Regions from separate parts of the Rattus norvegicus genome. Here region 1 is linked to region 2. Evidence: chromatin contacts called from public Hi-C data. All regions are on one chromosome and are shown on one strand. Each heading gives the region's core, a stretch centred on a gene start, on an enhancer-like site or on the middle of the called end of the contact. The rest is flanking DNA. Distances are from core to core; before and after follow the strand shown. Region 1 overlaps Nfib (nuclear factor I/B). Region 2 overlaps Nfib (nuclear factor I/B).

What was found. A called contact is a pair of places that touch in the nucleus more often than the background predicts.
Region 1: a contact with region 2 is called in a Hi-C map of liver, with 1.6 times the contacts expected there. The contact joins two enhancer-like sites. A contact is called at or near these places in 3 of 12 Hi-C or Micro-C datasets (hepatocytes, kidney and liver) and 1 of 1 datasets of contacts at active chromatin or transcription factors (oligodendrocytes).

Annotation. Positions count from the first base shown.
Region 1 is chr5:101,999,253-102,002,406 of GRCr8, reverse strand. The region is part of intron 2 of Nfib (nuclear factor I/B); the gene reads left to right. Among named protein-coding and RNA genes, the nearest start is that of Nfib, 19 kb to the left of the region's middle. Within about 2 kb of position 1,271, at least 6 of the 93 cell types and tissues checked have an H3K27ac peak or open chromatin away from gene starts, as enhancers often do. A contact at or near this core is called in hepatocytes and liver, where this site is marked.
Region 2 is chr5:101,909,377-101,912,634 of GRCr8, reverse strand. The region is part of intron 2 of Nfib (nuclear factor I/B); the gene reads left to right. Among named protein-coding and RNA genes, the nearest start is that of Nfib, 110 kb to the left of the region's middle. Within about 2 kb of position 1,819, at least 4 of the 93 cell types and tissues checked have an H3K27ac peak or open chromatin away from gene starts, as enhancers often do. A contact at or near this core is called in hepatocytes and liver, where this site is marked.

The DNA.
Region 1 (3,154 bases), core at 22-2,521, 90 kb before region 2:
TTCATTTGTGAGGAACCTACCCTCCTGAATTAATTTGGTACCAAACGTGTTTCTTAATACCATCATGTTCAGGGTTAGGGTTTAAACAGGAATTTTGGTGACACACAAACTGTTCTGGTTAGTTTTCTGTTGCTGTAATTAAAGCCCATGACCAAAACAACGTGGGGAGGCAAGGGTTTATCTCACCTTCTGCTTCCAGGTAACAGTTCACCACTGAAGGTAGTCAAGGCAGTGAGCCATCAGGAACAAAAGCAGGAACTAATGGGGTATGACACCAACTGGCTTGCTTTTTTTTCTGGCTTCTGCTCAGTTAGCTTTCTTATCTAGCCTGCGTAGGAATGGTGCTGCCCAGAGTGGACTGGGCTCTCTAATATCAGTTAACAGTTAAGAAAATGCTTCACAGATAGGCACAGACCGGTGTGATAGAGATTGTCTCCAGTCGAGGTCTCCTCTTCCCAGGTGACTCTGTCAAGGTGACACAGACTAAGCAGTATACAAACATTTATTCTCTCAAACAAAGACCATGCCCATGATCGACACAGTTCTGCTTTTGCATTCATGAGCTTTGTAACTTTGGTCAAGTCCTTTATACTACATGTGCTTTGGTTCTTCTCTTTTATGAAGTAGGAGTTATAATGACTATTTTAGCATTTGTCAAATCATGTAAGTAAAGCATTCATTTAATAATAGCCATTTTAGTATATATGAAGGAATATGGCATAGAATATAGCATAGTCTATAGACTACCTGAGCATGGAGGGAAGGAATATGTGGATGTTTAAGCAAGTGCTCAATCACTGTGTTAGTAGCTATTGCCAGTGGTGTAAAACATCCTAAAGAGAGGAAGGGGTGGGGAAAAAAAGCAATGAGCCAGTCATACTCCTGTGTATGGGTCCCGGCTAGTAAGAACTTTGAAGGTAGGCATATACCTATAGCTATTCCTCTATGGTTTTGAAATACACTTAAATTAGAATTATGGTATCATTTCACGAGTTCTCAGATTTCCTAGAGTTTCCTTGATGCATCTAGGGATATTTTAGGGAGTAAAATAATTTTTGACACATGTTCGATAAAGAGTGTCCTGGCCAATACTTAGAACAAACTCATTACCCTGCCGTGGAACATGGAAGGTTCCTCGGTATCAAGATTAAGTCACCCACATTTGGAAGAGCTTCATTTACTTCTTAGATTGAGTTGGACAGAGTGTGGGTGATGTGACAAGGCTGGACGGCTGGTTAAAAGGAGCAAGCTGCTGGTTTTGAGACTCTCAGTCTGAAAGGTCCCGTGACCCTTAGTTGGATCAAAGCCTCAGACAGTTTAACTGGTTACATGAATTGTTTTGATTCCACAGCCATCTGACTCTTCAAGTCAGCCTTTTCTACTACTCCTTTTTGTGGCTTTCTGAAAATTAATTAAATGACCTCTAGAGGGAAGAAGTTAGTATTTATTGCTTAGAGCAATTTTACTTTTACTAAGAACAACTGGAAGTCAAAGGAGAAATGGTTAAAACATTGGCTTCTCCCCACCATGAGGTAATTTGGGATCAGTGTTTGACTTCAGTGACTCTGGTTGGTTGACTCCCCTTGGGCCTGAAGCTAAATTTGTGTGCCAGATTCCTGGGCAACTAGATGATCTTGCTCTCTGTGGCCAGTGGACTGTTCTCACTCACTTTGCACAGTACTTTAGATATTGTAGAGATTAGGAGGGAAATATCTTAAATTATATCTTACACTGATGCTATGTGCAGAAGAAACATTCTATGTGAAGGGCTTGGTGATAGTGTTTACAGTAGACCTAAAGGATCTAGTCAGAGCTCAGGAAGAGAGGTCATTCCACAGTTGTCTAATAGTTAAAGGGTAACTAGGCTGTGCACGTCAGAACATTGATCAGTTTGTTTAGATTCTGGTACATAAGTGCTGATGGTCTGTGGTGTGCCTTTTCTCTTGGAGAAGATACTGGCATTCAGTTGCCGTTCAGACGATACACAGAAATCTATTAAAACTGAGTTCCTAGAACACAGTGTATCCTCAAGTTTTCAACACTCAAATTGGATTGCTGCTGACAGCATTTGTAACATTTGTTACTGCATCTTCCCAATGCTCTTGAAGAGCTTTGTGTACACTTCCAGTGGAAGTTAATGTGATGCTACAATGAGAACATCCACATGGATCTTAAACACTGGCTGTGTTTTGTAGCTGCTCAGAGATGCTGCAGTGTCTCTTTTATTCCTGCCATGTGAAACATCATGTTTCAGGGTATGACCTGTAGTTATCATGTGCAATTTCGGTTCCATTTATAGGCTCCAAATAAGGGAAAAGCAGCTTATAGTAATATGAGGATCACTGGTCTTACAATAATTAAATAGACTTGTTATACGGCATTAATCCCATTTGGAACAGTTGGAATGACTTCTCAGTACTAACAAACACAGCATTAGGGCTCACAGTTAATCTGCTTTTTGTGTCCAACGTTCGTATAATATAAAACATGTGTATGGAGAAACATATTTCAGATTTAAGATGAGTTCATGGGAGGACAAAATGAAATCTCGTATTAGATTCGAGAAATATGAACACAGTTCCAAATACTGATAAAATCTGGAATTCATTTAGAATGGGAGTAGGTAGAAAAATATTTTTAGCAACTTGCAAGTTTTCTTCTTTGGTGAATACCCTGTTTGTATTCTTAGAATTGGATTTTGTGTGTGTGTGTGTGTGTGTGTGTGTGTGTGTGTGTGTGTATGTGTGTGTGTGTGTGTATGTGTGCGCGCGCGCTGAGATCCATGTCTTATAGATATATGAGACACATAAGCAATGTGAATAGAAACCTTTATGCAGCTATTAACACCTTGTAACTTGTGGTCATGGTATCTGTCATTGGTACAACCTTTGGCCAGCCCTTGAGAGCATGAAGCAGACTCGGTTTTAAAGTCTGGTCCGATCTGCTTCTGTAGTTCATGGGAATGGACTATGTTAGTGAAAAACTCATCTTTCATTCTTTGTTCAAAGAGCATCATTACGGTTTGGTTAAAAGGGCTCCTGAGTTAGGATTATGTTTATGTCTCCTGTGGTCCAAGCCCCACGAGGCCTGGTTTTCTCCTCAGTGTAGGCTTCTTTGCTCTCGTTGAGTGTTTCACACTGGGGATGTGAATTCA
Region 2 (3,258 bases), core at 570-3,069:
TTCATGTAAAATTGGACATGTGATCTTTCTCGTAAGCACAAGCCCAAGGTTCTTGCATGCTTTCTGGACTTTGCAGTGACAATAGCTCTGCATGGACCAACACTTTATCATTGTATTGTATCGCAGTAACCTTTGCAGAGTTAGGCCCAGGTCACCCCTGCAATTTTATTTCTTCCTTTCTTGACTCCTAAACTCTGCTAAAAAGTTGCAGCCTCAGGGACACCTGACTTTCTGATATGACGGACACAAAACCCTGCTAATTTGGAACACATGTTCTTCAGAGTTCACCTACAGTCTTAGGTCCCACATTTGCAAGCTCAGCATCTTCCGTGGAACACAGCCTAATTTTTCTTAAACTCCCTATTTTGCCTCTCCTTGAACTATAGTCCTTTGTAACAGTAATAAGGAAATGCGGTTATGGGTTTAATTGCCACGAGGCAATTGTCCCCCAGAGGACTTAGTAGAATTTTCTGCTCTGTATCTGAGGGCTGGACTCCATCAAGATGATCATTCATAAATAACTCAATTAGAATAATAACAACAATGCCTTTATTTTTATGACAGCGTTGCCTGTAGGGATCAAAGTGCACCAGAGAAGTCCTATCAAGTCTTTGTTCTAATACCCCAGTGGAATGGAATAAATATACATTTCAAAAGTTCTCCCGTAGATCCTTCGAGGTAGAGCAGTGTGGCAGAGGGTTTTCTCAACATCCCTGAGGACCCAGACAAAGTCTCTTGGGCAAGGGCATGGAAGAATGGGGGTGAGGTCTCCTATCACTGCAGGGCCTCAAACCACATTCTTTGTAAGGCAAGTAGCGTGCACAGCACAGCAGCCCCTCTTAGGATTGCAGAAGACGTTGGTGAAGGTGCTTGCAAAGCTCCGAAGGCCCTGGTGCTGTCTTCATCACCTCCCACAAGTGTTAAGAAAAGAAGGAGCTCCTCCGTGTTGTTGTCTAGCTGGCCCACGATCTGCAGAATGCATTTCGCACACTTTCTGAGTGACTGGATCCAAGTTACTTCTTGTATTCTTTAGTAATACAGGAGTAGTGGAAAGTTTACATTTGCAGCTCTTGATTTTAAAGCCTCCTATGAGATTGACAACACGTTTTGAGAAGATTAGGAAGCCAAAGGTCAAATGTCAAAGGTCTGCTTAAACTGCAAACCAAAAACTTACCCAACTAGTCTCAGTGGTTGCCTGCCTGCTTGCTTGTTTCCCTTCTCTGTGGTTTTACTGTGGACTCTAGAGTTGCAGAATGAATATAATGAATTTTGGGCAGATTTATTATTATTATTTTTTAGTAGAAGTAGGACAATCAGGAGTAAAATTACTTCTAATCTCCCCATTGGATTTGAAGCAGCTTTAGTGGCTGCCCTCCCTGGGGAGTAGACACAATTAACTACAGCATCTTAACACTATTGTTTGTTTTATTATGGTTAAAGATAACATGTCTTTACGCTCTTGGTTCAAGTATCAGTGTCCATGGCGGCTTGGGTATGATATTAGTCCCTAGCAGAGGAAACCTCTTCCACATGTAGGAGCTCAGAGTCGATAGGGACCTCTGCTTTTGACATCTTATGGGAGACAATGTGAAGTTAGGTAACGTATACATACTTGGGTTTTAAAAAAAATATTTAATTGTAGTTTCAAAATTCCTGTGTAAGTTTCTACTTTTCATTTCATCGTAAACCAAATTGCTACTTAGATACGTCCCTGGAACCCTCCTGGGAGGAATAATGACCGTGAGACTACCTTATCACCTCTTGTTATGCCTTAACCTTAATGAATGTTCAGCCAAAAACTGATCCAGGTAAACAGAAAGGAAAAAGTCAATCAATGCTAGCCTGTTTGTGAACTAGCAGTGGGGAAACGCCCATCCTTTAACAGAGCTGATAGCCTTGCCCCTGGGCCAAGGGAATATGTGCTCTATAGCTATTTCACTGGCACAAACGGGAAGGAGAAACACAAAACGTAGATGTCGTTGCCCAGTGTCCTCCATGGCTATCTTCTGTCTACTTAGGCTCTACTCCCATTTTCCTTTTTCAACAACTATTTCTTCGTTAAATTTGTAAGTTTTGCCTTACGACGCAGAGATTAAGATCTCAGAATCAAATTTAAAATAGCTTAATAAATAGTTTTTCCTTAAAAATATTTATGTTCCTTTTGGCTTGCACGTTCATGTGCCTGTGGTGCTGCTGAGGGCTGGTGCACAAGTGAGTGCAGGCACTGACAGAGTCCAAAAGAAAGGGTTAGCCTCCCTGGAGCTGATATGGGTGCTGAGATACTGACTCGGGTCCTGTGGAAGAGGAGCAACTGCTCTTAATTGCAGAGCCGGATCTCCAGCTCTTAATGAACATGGGTTTTCAATGGATAAAATGTCCACATGCTGTTCAGTGTTAACTGACACAAACAGCACAAACTTGGATAATAGCGGACAAATGAGACATTGTCTCAGGTAACAGCCCATCACTGAGAGAATTCAGGCCAGGAACCCAAGCAGGGTATGCACCTGGAGGCAGGAGCTGGGGCCGAAGCCATGGAGGAGTGTTGCTTACTGGCTTTCTTCCCGTGGCTTGCTCAGCCTGCTTTCTGAATAGTGCCCAAGACTGCCAGTCTAAGAGTGTCACCTCCCACTGTGGGCTGGACCAAATCAATCGTGAATCAATCAATCAAACAAACAAAACCAAAAATACACCATGGGCTTGCCTACAGGCCAATCTGGTTGGGACATTTTCTCAGTTCCCTCTTCCCAAAGCTATGTCTTTCGTCACGTTGACAAAAAAACTAATCCAGACAGACATGAAAAGGAACTTGGTTATGGTGAGAGTGTCAAGTGACTCAGCAGAGCATCAGGACATGAAAATGCAGCTGCAAAACATTAAATAAAATCCATCAAGCTCCTAATTTTTCCAGCCCAAAGACACACAGCCTTGTGTGTGGCAATAGCATTCAAGAAGAAGGACTTTGTTAATCATTGGAGAGAAAGCTTGTGTTATGGTAAAGGGAAGAAAATGGAAATGGAATGGAGTTATCCAAAGATGTCCCAGAAGACTATATTTTGAGCTTGATTTTGAAAATGTAATTATGTTATTATCTTTATATGTCAATATCATGTGGCACGAAAGGCCTTGGTGTATAAGAATCATGCTTAGGGTAGTATAGAGGCAACATTTCCTTCCTTCCCTCCCTCCCTCCTTCCCTTCCTTCCTTCCTCCCTTCCTTTCTTCTTTCCTTCCTTTCTCCTTCTTCCTTTCCTATTT